Linked DNA regions of Zea mays: all the other regions are linked to region 2. Evidence: chromatin contacts called from public Hi-C data. All regions are on one chromosome and are shown on one strand. Each heading gives the region's core, a stretch centred on a gene start, on an enhancer-like site or on the middle of the called end of the contact. The rest is flanking DNA. Distances are from core to core; before and after follow the strand shown.

What was found. A called contact is a pair of places that touch in the nucleus more often than the background predicts.
Region 1: a Hi-C map of ear shows a contact between it and region 2, with 2.6 times the contacts expected there. The contact joins the promoter of LOC100194394 here to the promoter of LOC100283991 in region 2. A contact is called at or near these places in 2 of 25 Hi-C or Micro-C datasets (ear and leaf).
Region 3: a Hi-C map of ear shows a contact between it and region 2, with 2.0 times the contacts expected there. The contact joins the enhancer-like site here to the promoter of LOC100283991 in region 2. A contact is called at or near these places in 3 of 25 Hi-C or Micro-C datasets (ear, endosperm and tassel).

Annotation. Positions count from the first base shown.
Region 1 is chr1:154,475,760-154,479,388 of Zm-B73-REFERENCE-NAM-5.0, forward strand. It overlaps LOC100194394, which reads right to left and starts at 2,227. Exons shown (of 2, transcript NM_001139425.1): 1 at 1,659-2,227; 2 at 873-1,570. The coding sequence starts at 1,714. The coding sequence ends at 1,093.
Region 2 is chr1:154,798,601-154,802,079 of Zm-B73-REFERENCE-NAM-5.0, forward strand. LOC100283991 (shikimate kinase family protein) reads left to right here and starts at 2,176. Exons shown (of 9, transcript NM_001156889.1): 1 at 2,176-2,329; 2 at 2,419-2,465; 3 at 2,593-2,647. The coding sequence starts at 2,185.
Region 3 is chr1:155,100,748-155,104,226 of Zm-B73-REFERENCE-NAM-5.0, forward strand. No RefSeq gene overlaps it. Among protein-coding and RNA genes, the nearest start is that of LOC100216796, 64 kb to the right of the region's middle. Within about 2 kb of position 1,389, at least 18 of the 20 cell types and tissues checked have an H3K27ac peak or open chromatin away from gene starts, as enhancers often do. A contact at or near this core is called in ear, endosperm and tassel, where this site is marked.

The sequences.
Region 1 (3,629 bases), core at 977-3,476, 320 kb before region 2:
TGTATTTTTTCCAGCTTTCATACACCATATCTGCTTGTTCATTGATTTTATTCAAATCGAGGTTTTCAGGTTGGTGTCATGAGTTGAATCATTAATGGTTTTTACCTGATTTCAGAGAGAATATTTTTATAACTTGCACTTGCATTCAGAAGTCTAGTGCTTGTATAGTCATTTGACACTTTGACTAAATTGTACCATGATTACCATCTACTTCAATCCTCTCCTTTACTTGAGGTTATATTTTTGTTATTTTGACTTCCATTTTTAATGAAAAATTTCTACTTTCTCTGTTACTATGTACTCTGAAATCAATTTCATCTGGGGGAACATGATGATTTTAAGCATAAATGATTGGGATTTTACAGAAACTCATCTTAACTTTGGTTTATGTTGAGAAAAAGTTGGAGCTAGTCCTTTGCCAACTTTTTTTTTTGCTTGGATCAGACTATTGTACCTTTTCACCTTGAGACTTGGTGGCTCCTGAGAGCTGTCTTCTCTTTCCTAATACCATGACTTGCAAGTTGATAAGTTGGTACCATGGAATAATACATTTTTTATAAAGGTAGGCAGCTCTATCAGATCATTAATTTGGTATATCAATTTGCTTCTTTTGGGCCAGTGGTTTTTACTTGAAGCCATCAACCAGCCACTTGTACAAAACAACCGTCATTGGTTTTTATGGACGGGTTAAAAGTGAACTACATTTTCAACTGGGTCGGCTTAATGTTCACCTTAACAATGGTTTCTGTGGACTGAAACTTTAAACCCTTCCAAGTTAAGACCATCTATATCAATATAACATGTATTGTTGGCATCATGTCCAACAGAAAAGTCTCAAAGGGTAGCTAATTATACTGTGAGTAAACAGATATAGTACCTTTGCCCTTGTATTCCATAGCATCAAGGACAAATTAAGATAATCTTGTCTTGCACACTAGATAGATACATAGCAACCATGCATAGATCCATAGACCTGCAATTCTAAGCGCGGAGATAAATATTCAGATCCATGCTAAAGCTTGTTTCTACAAAAGCACTTCACTTCTGCTAGGTAGGTGTATAACTTAGTAATCTGACCCAATATTTATGGCATCAGAAGCAGGGCCCAACTCCTTCACTATAACCAAATTGAAATTGTGTTGCCATCTTGATCTCATCGTCAACCTTCCAGCAGGCATCTGGGTAGTATTCCCAGACAGTTGGTGGTGGCAGCGGGGTGGCAAGGCTGCTGCACACATTATGGTTCCCCCCAACAAAGCTCTCCTCCGAGGGCATCTGTGGCGCCTCAATTTCCATCCATATCTGGTCCATGGGATAGCCATCCATGTCCGGAGGGGTGCCCTTCAGGATGCTTGTGATGCAGCCACTGCCACCATGAAGCTCCTGTCCCTCAACTCCAATGGTTGATGGAGTATCTGGGTAGCCTGACTGGTAAGTCAGCGAAGACGAGGACGACGATGGAGACATGTTCCTCTTCCTCTCCTGTGCCTTCTTTCTCATGTGTGTCCTCCAGTAGTTCTTGATCTCATTGTCAGTGCGCCCTGGCAAGCGGCGTGCTATCCTGGACCACCTGTTTAGGACAAGTTATTGAACATGTCAACAAATTTTAGAGAGAGAGAGAAAAACCGTCCTTTTTTATTATCTTTTGGTAATCAGACCTGTTTCCCCACCGAGCGTGCAGCTCTAGGATGAGTCGCTCTTCATGGGGAGACATGCGCCCACGCTTGAGGCCAGGGTGGAGGTAGTTGACCCAGCGCAGCCGGCAGCTCTTGCCTGTCCGGTTGAGCCCTGCATGAAGATACAGAAGGGGAGAGGGGAAGCAAGAATAGAGTCGGTCAGAGAGGTTGATAGCTGCTTTTGCGACTTAGCGCGGGTGACTTCAATTTAGCTACCTAATTTGTGGATCCCCACCCCTCAAACCTGATACTTTGGCAATGAAATCCCAACGACGTTCACCGAACAGACGGACAGTGCATACCAGTTGCAGGTCCTCCTGCTCTGTCCATGGCCCCTTGCGAGTCTCCTCTCTCACTGTCACCATATCGATCCTGTGATGAAAACTGATCTAACGCTGCTCACTCCTACCGTGTATCGGCTGGGAGCCGGTCTTCTTGCTCTTCTTTCTCTGTCTGCTTGTTGGCTCCAGTTTCAGGATTATCTTGATGAAATCCAGTCTGTTTGGGAGGAGGAAGAGGAGGAGGAAGAAGAAAGCTAGTACAGAGAAGAGTACGCCACTTTGTCTTAGTTGCCTACTAGTTTGGTGGCTTTTGCCTCTCATTTATAGGTAAGAGAGGGGGAGGTATTGGTGGCCAGCTGATGTGGTGGGTGTGATTTGGAGCTCCCTATAAAGATCCTATATTCCACCATTTGGGTTGCCCTCATATTCTAACTGATAAAGTAGCTTTTTAATTGGCTCATGGTGCTCATATTGTATTGCAAATTCATAGGTGTGCATGTTAGGACATCAGCTTTATTGAGCCTATTCGCTTGGCTTTAATCCGTAACGGCTTTTACTACTTCTACAGTGTTTTGGCGTCTGGAATTTGCAGAGGTAGAGGTTATATTCTTGGTTTTTGTTAATATAAACTACAGTACATCATAAAAGTTGATTTTGTTTACACTCGATGTATTTTTTCTTATCCATAAATCTACTTGAATCTTTGCTTTGAATTTCTTCACAAATGTTTGCTTATGGTAAATTCACATTCTTGAAGCTTCTCTGTAGGTTAAAATTCCAAATTATACTTTACTTTAGCTTTGTCTAAATTAAGCTTCTCTAACTTTGGCCAAGTTCTTGCAAAAACATATTGTCATCTACAGGTTCAAATAAATGCACTATTAAGACATATTTTATGGAGAAGTTTATAAACAAATTTGATATTGTAGATGTTGATGAATTTTTCTATAAATTTGCTTGAAAGTTAAGAAGTCTTGAGTTAGGACGAAGTTACAATGAACAATATTTTGAATGGACTACTACCGAGTCCATACTTTTACAAGCTAGTTAATCCAATTACTGCTAACACTGGACAGGACCAGTATACAGATTACAGAGCACTGGCCGTGTAGTTGAGAGGAGGGTTTTTCTTGTTTGTTTCAGACAGAGACATTTTTTTTCCTGCTTGATTAGTACATCTTAAAGCTGTGTCAAAGCTATCACTGGTTGAACAAAATGCGTCAGAACACATCTACCATGCCATTGGTCAGAATTTTCTACCTTTAATATACTAGCATTATAATATTACATGTTGCTTTCTGAAAGCTGAAGGTATATGCTTCTTCCTTCTTTTGTTTTCTTTCTTTTTTCCTTTGATATGATTGTTTATTTTTTTGCTTCTTGACAAAAGAAAGGTGGCTGTGCTTATCAACCTTTTGGTGCTTTGATTGATGAACCACTATGCGTGGTTTTACTACTTATTTCGATTTATCAATCAAACACATTGTACAGCTATATGAAAGCAGATAGATACACAAAGCGCTTCAGACCCTAACATTCGCTCGTGTTTTCGCCAGCATGAAGTTGCCACATGGCAGTCGTCATGTATCCGATGCTGTCCAATTGGACGAGATACTTAGCTTGGCTGGGCTAAACACTGGAATTCAGTAGTAATGCATAATAATTGCCTGAT
Region 2 (3,479 bases), core at 926-3,425:
GCCCGACCCAGGGCTCGGACTCAGGCTAAGGCCCCGGAAGACGGCGAACTCCGCTCCGCCCAACCCAGGGCTCGGACTCGGGCTCAGCCCCAGAAGACGACGAACTCCGCTTCGCCCGACCCCAGGGCTCGGACTCCGCCCTGGCCTCTGCCGAACAACCTCCGCCTCGCCCGACCCAGGAGCTCGGGCTCGGCCTCGGCCATGGAAGACAGATTCAACCCCGGCTTCGGAGGAACCTCCATGTCGCCCGACCTAGGGCATAGGCCCGCCACGTCAACAGGAAGCGCCATCATCACTCTACCCCGAGCCGACTCGGGCCACAGAGAACGAGACCGGTGTCCCATCTGGCTAGCTCCTCCAGATAGGCAATGATGGCGCCCCGCTAGCCCTGTGACGACGGCGGCTCTCAGCTCCCTTACGGAAGCAGGGGGACGTCAGCAAGGACCCAACCGCTCCGACAGCTGTCCCTCCGCCAGGCTCCGTTGCTCCTCCGACAGCCACGACACCACACCAGCAGGGTGCCAAGATCTCTCCGGCTGCCACATTGGCATGTACTTAGGGCGCTAGCTCTCCCCCCGCTAGACACGTAGCACTCTGCTACACCCCATTTGTACACCTGGATCCTCTCCTTACGCCTATAAAAGGAAGGACCAGGGCCTTCTTAGAGAAGGTTGGCCACGTGGGGACGAGGACGGGGCAGACGCTCTCTTGGGGCCGCTCGCTTCCCTCACCCGCGTGGACGCTTGTAACCCCCTACTGCAAGCGCATCCGACCTGGGCGCGGGACGAACACGAAGGCCGCGGGATTTCCACCTCTCTCACGCCCGTCTCCGGCCACCTCGCTTCCCCCCTTCGCGCTCGCCCACGCGCTCGACCCATCTGGGCTGGGGCACGCGGCACACTCACTCGTCGGCTTAGGGACCCCCCGGTCTCGAGACGCCGACAACTCTCCAACCAAACAAAGAACCGAGCAGCTCTGCTTTATTGTACTCTTCAACCAAACAAAAATAGAGTAACTATGTTCTGCTTGTCAAACGGAGAATAGAACGGATCCATTCTAAAAACTAGAATGCAGTCGTTCTATTTTAATTGACTCCAACCAAATGCATCCTAAAATTGTCAGGACCCGCACTGTTACGTACCATGTGTTTGGTTGGCTGTATCAGGAGAGCTAGACTCCTCACATGCATTGACTACAGTTGAGCCCGTGTTTGGTTCGCTGTAGCTAGGAAGCTGGGCGCGCATGCACTGGTGCAGTCTAAGCTTATTTTATTGTATCCACATATGCACAAGAATCGGTCGTATCCCGCGGGACATGATTGGGCCTGCATGCGCTCGCGCATGCATCCAATCATACGTGTAGTGACTGTGTTCGCCTGAGGTCCTCTGTGCGGCATCCAGAGCCAGAGCGCATACCGCGGCCTGAGGGCTACAGCTAGGGGTGGAAACGAGCCGAGCTCGGCTCGGCTCGGCTCGGCTCGCTGCGGCTCGCTCATGTAACGAGTCGAGCTCGGCTCGGCTCGCCCATCTCACGAGCTGGAAAAAGCGGCTCGGCTCGGCTCGCTCCTGGCTCGCGAGCCGGCTCGCCGAGTCAACGAGCCTAGGCATAAAATTAAATCTGCTCTCTAAATTATAATATAAAATCTTAAAAATATTTTAAATAATATATTTTAAATTAGTAAAATAGATATATTACTAATATAATGTATAAAATAGATTATTTTTGTATAGTAATCTCAAATAACATAAATTAATTGTCTACTCGATATTAATATTATATGCTAATTAAGATTTTATGTAACAAATTGTTGTTGGGTCGAGCCACGAGCCAGCTCGCGAGCTGCACCGAGCCGAGCCGAGCTGGCTCGCTCTTTTCACGAGCCAGAAAAACAGGCTCGGCTCGGGCTCGTTCGGAGCGTCGAGCCGGTCCGAGCCGAGCCGAGCTGCTGCGAGCCCGAGCTAGCTCGTCGAGCTCGAGCTTTTTTTCCGGCCCTAGCTACAGCTAAGGCCAGGCCACTGGGCCTTTCGTGTTGGGCCATCCGAGACTGGAAAGTGGGGCCCACGAGGCGTATCGATCAAGCACCGTCCACTCTCACATCAAAGGCGGAGGTGAGCTCCTTCGGCTCTGCGCCTTTGCAGTTGCGGATAACGGGGAGGAGGCGGAGCGACCAACGGCACAGGCACCATGGCGATGCGAGCAGCTACAGCGGCGGCGACAGGCTTCTTCTCTCCATCCACCGTCCCTCCGAGGCGCTTCTCGTCCGTTACACCGCCGGCGTCACTCTGCACCGCGCGCTGCATCCAGCGTCACCGTCTCCGCGCCTTCCCAAGTACAGTGCTGCAATCTCTCCGTTCCTTCCTTTTGGTGTTCCCATTTCTCAATGTACAAATACCGCCTCTCTCACCATTCCCTTTGCAGGCTTGGAAATACCTCTAGAGGAACTCAACCCATCCGTCGATCTACTTGTAGGCTCCACCCTTCTCCCTCCCCCTGTTCCTGTCATATTTTATCTTCCTGTTATTGTTTTTAAATAATCGTTGCCCTACTTATGGACGGATTTTGCATGGTTTTCTTGGTTGCAATCTAATGCAGAGGAGAACTGCGGAGGCCGTTGGCGATTTCAGGAAAACGCCAATCTATATTGTTGGTATGCTTGTCAGCTTCCTTTGGAATTTTTTTTCCAGGGGATAGGGGGATTAAAAGGCCTCAGCAAACCAATCGTTAGCCACAACAATCAAATCTAGACACATTTTAAATTTCGTAACACAACAAACTAACCGACATTAATCTTAGCAGCCCAAAAGTAAGAAAACTGCTCGTAAAAAATGGGCTTGTTCTTGATCCAACCAACATTTTTTAGCCAACCTTAGGCATAGCCCAGGTCTTGGTTATGACAATCTTTCGGGAATAGATATCAATATGTGATGTGATCTTTGCTGTCATTATAATTGTTGTAATGGACATCGGACAGAATATTTTAAGTTGCCAAGATACAAATGTCAGGTCAGTATGCATCCAAACAGCACAAGAGAAAACAACTGATATTGGTGTGAGGACACTGTGGAATTCTAAAACTCATCAGTTTCTTTGACCACCACAATTTACAGCAAAGAATTTCTTCTGGATGAGAGTACGAGACAGAAGACAAGTTGCCAAACATTTTCTAGTTGAGTATCCAATACCTTCTGCCGTCATGGTGTTCCCACAGTTATGGTTGATCACCAATAGAATATTGATTTGTTGTTGTCTAGCTAAGTAATTGTAGTCCCAGACCCAGCCTACAATTTTCTGCCAGCCTACAATAGAATATGGTGTTTCCTACAGACCTTGCAAATTTGGTCGACATTACAATCCTTGACAGTGCCTATCCATTGTGACCACTTTGTTCTGCAGAAGGATCCACAGTTGTTTTTGAACTTGCATTTGTTTTCAACCTATGTCATCCACCATCCAAGCTTCTTTTTGTTGACCAACCAAAC
Region 3 (3,479 bases), core at 139-2,638, 300 kb after region 2:
GTGCGAGAAGGCAAATCACCAGACCACGCGTACCCGCCGTATGGTGGGATACCTTACACTCAGAATATTTAAATCATTTCTCGACAACGAGCTCAGGGAAGGTGTTTTCGGACCTTCGGCATTCCGAAGCCTAAGAGAATTTTTCACGGGTCGAGCTCGTTACAAAAAACGATCTAGCACCGTGAAGGGGCTACTGTTGGGGGTCTACTTTGTCGCCGAAGGTCCCATAAGAACAAACACCTTCGGAAGATCAACATAGAAGCAAAGCCGAAGCTACTAATCAGGGAGCTTCGGAGTGTACTTCCAGATGCACCGACTTAAAGATGAAATGACCAATCGACCCATGATAACCTGCATTATGATTGTAATCATTTGTAGAGGGCATGAATGTAATTTCTCACGGGCTGCGTCCTGTGCCTATAAATAGATGAACAGTACCCCCGTACTGTTCACGCTAACTTGTATTCGCTCATGTGTCACGCTTGGATTTTTACCTTCTGTCAAGCCGAATATCGTTATATCCTAAGAGAAATAATGCTTCGAAGGATGAAGGATATTAACATTTAATATTTTGTGTTGCCTTGTTCTTAACTCGAAGCATTTGAGAACAAGTCCCCAACAACAAGGTAAAAAGGATAACCAGTCTAGGGCAACCTATTGGGTCCCATCAAAATTAAACCTATGCATTGAATAGTGATAATAAAGAACATTATTGGGTAATAAAAGTGGTCAAGGGCACAACTTGCCTTCAATGAGCTCCTGCTCAGCAACTTCTATTTGTTGAACACCGGGATCCTCAGCCACTGGCTCTTCTACTCGCCACAATACAAACAAGCATAGTATAAAGAGGAAATGAACATCACACCAAACAGATATACAAAATACATATTAATAATCTACATATCAAAATAAGATCATAGGAAAAAGAATCATTAAATTTAGAGCTATGGGTTTTAAGTTATGAATTTTCGAAGGTTCTATGTATTTGATACAAGATTAATCAAGGGATAAATTTTAATACCATTTTTATGTCAAAACAGTGTTACAGAGTTATAGACAATATTAATACAAAATTATAGGAACTAGAATGGGTCAATTTGGACTTCATATTAATTTTCTATAAATTATACAAGTTCTAGGAATTGTTTTCATATTAAAAATTCATTTCTATAATTAATTAACTAATTCCTCGGGTCTCTGGACTGCGCCTCAATTACCAAAGAACTCAGGGGTGAACACAGAAGATTCCTCAGACACAGAGCACAGTCACCATGGACTGTGGGTTGAATTAATGAAAACGTAGGGGCTCTGTAACAAATAAGCACGGCGAAGGGGTATTCTTGGATCTTGGTCGTTGGATCAAATCCGAAGGCCGAGATTAGATCGCGTTTTAAATGAAAGGGTATGTAACCGTGATCCTCAGATCTAAGATCAACGGCCAGCATACCCCACAACACCAAACCCTCGGTTTCGAGATCTGCGGCAACGATTCTCCAGAACGAAAGGGTATGAGTGGTTCTAATCTCCACTGCAGGTTGTAAGATCAATGGCTGAAATTCCCTGCAGCGAATAGGAATGCGAGACTTGATCTTATCCGCCGATTAGGCATCGGACGGCTATTCGATCTTCTTCTACCTACACGCACCAGTGCACGACGGCGCTGAGTACATCAACAGCGCGTCCCACCGAAGTGATATCAAGGTGCCGAGGTTAATACCTACCCTAAGCAAGCACTACCGCCAGGAAGATAAGGGTGAGGGAGCTCATGGGCACATGACTTACCGTGGCACTGCGCAGGAACGAGTAGTCACGCTCCACGGCCGCCTAGTTCGTCTTCTACACGCGACGAGGAAGCCTAGTCCTTCCGTTGACGGACGTGCGAGGGAAACTATTCCTAGACACCCGGCGCGTGACCCCGGACGAGCACCGCCCCACCGGTCAACACCGAGACCAACGCCACTTCAGAGCGCCCGTTGACAGGGTCCAAGCTCCCGTCGGCGAGCACCGCCAATTGACGGCGTTGAGTCTCCACTCTAGGCAATTTTGTGGTGCCCTAGGTATGCCCAACAGAGGACGAGAGGGTCGCGACACTTGATTTTATTCCCGCGGTCAGGTTGCGCCCGCCAATCCGCGGATTCAGTTGGAGAGCCCGGACTGCGGAGATGCTGTTGCGCCTGCCCGGGAGATGCGGTGGCCACCATGGTTTCGGCTGGAGAGAGACGTCACGCTTCGGGTCCCACATGGCAGAGAGATAGACAGGCGGGTCCGCAAGTCAACGCCAAGAGCTGTGCGTGTATTCCGGGTGGGAGAAACGGTGGTCAGTTGGAGAACCGCGACGCGATTTCCGGCTGACGGACATTGGCTTGAAGACAACTCTGTTAGGGTGGCCCCAAGCGTAAGCGGCTTAGGGAACGGTGTGTTGTGTGGTGAGTCCGTGAGTGGTTCGGACACGAGGGAATGTGGGCTGATGACGCGTGGGCCCAGGGCATCGGCGAGAGTGAGGAAACGGATCCGGGTGCGTGAATAGTCACTGGCCAGCTGGGTCAGGGAGTCAGCGAAACAAGGTTAACGCGCTAGCGAATGGGCCTGGGCTGTTGCGCGCGTAGGGGAAAATGGAGGGATGGGCCTACCGGATGGAGAACCAGCCCAATTAGGTTAAACCCCTTTTCCTTTTTATTTTCTATTTTCCTTTCTTCTTTTCCAAATTCATATTCCAATTCCAATTTAAATTCAAAATTCGTGGCGAATTTGTCTTCTCCTTAAGTGTTCCATTTGAACATAGTATGGACAAATTTATTTATTTTATACATTTATTTTGTTTGTTTAGTATTTTCTTCCTTTTCCTCAAACCCTAAAATTTTCTCTTCTACTTCAAAGTTCTCACTTAAAATTCAAACATATGTTTTGAACTTCAACTTTTCCAGTGTTAAAATAATTCCTAATATAAAATCTACTGTTTACAATATTATTTTTCTATTCTTTTCCTTATTATATATTTATGGAAGAAATAAATAGTTCCATTAAATCCCCTTCCCTATTTTCTATTTTATTCTCACTTATACTTTGAGGTCCCAAGTTTAAATTATGACCCTTTATTAACATGCTTCACCACATATTCATAAGTGTAAAATGCCTATAGTGCTTCATTTAATGAAATGGATAGTCATTTAGTTGAACTGAAAATGTTTCTACTACTTCTTTTCTAATATAATTCTTGGTTTTCAAAATTCAGTCCTCAATTTTCAATACTCAAGTATAATTTGAGATATCTGAATTTACTATTTTATCTCTTCATATATTTATTTTGTTATTATTAATTTTTTCCTTATACAGATTTTGGGTCTTATAGTGATCTCTCGGAAAGTGATACCGGATGTCTATGTGCTTAGTGCGGCTGTGTTCAACAGGATTATCCACCATGCGGATTGCACTCTCATTGTCACATAGGAGAGGGACTTTCCTCAACTTGTAGCCATAGT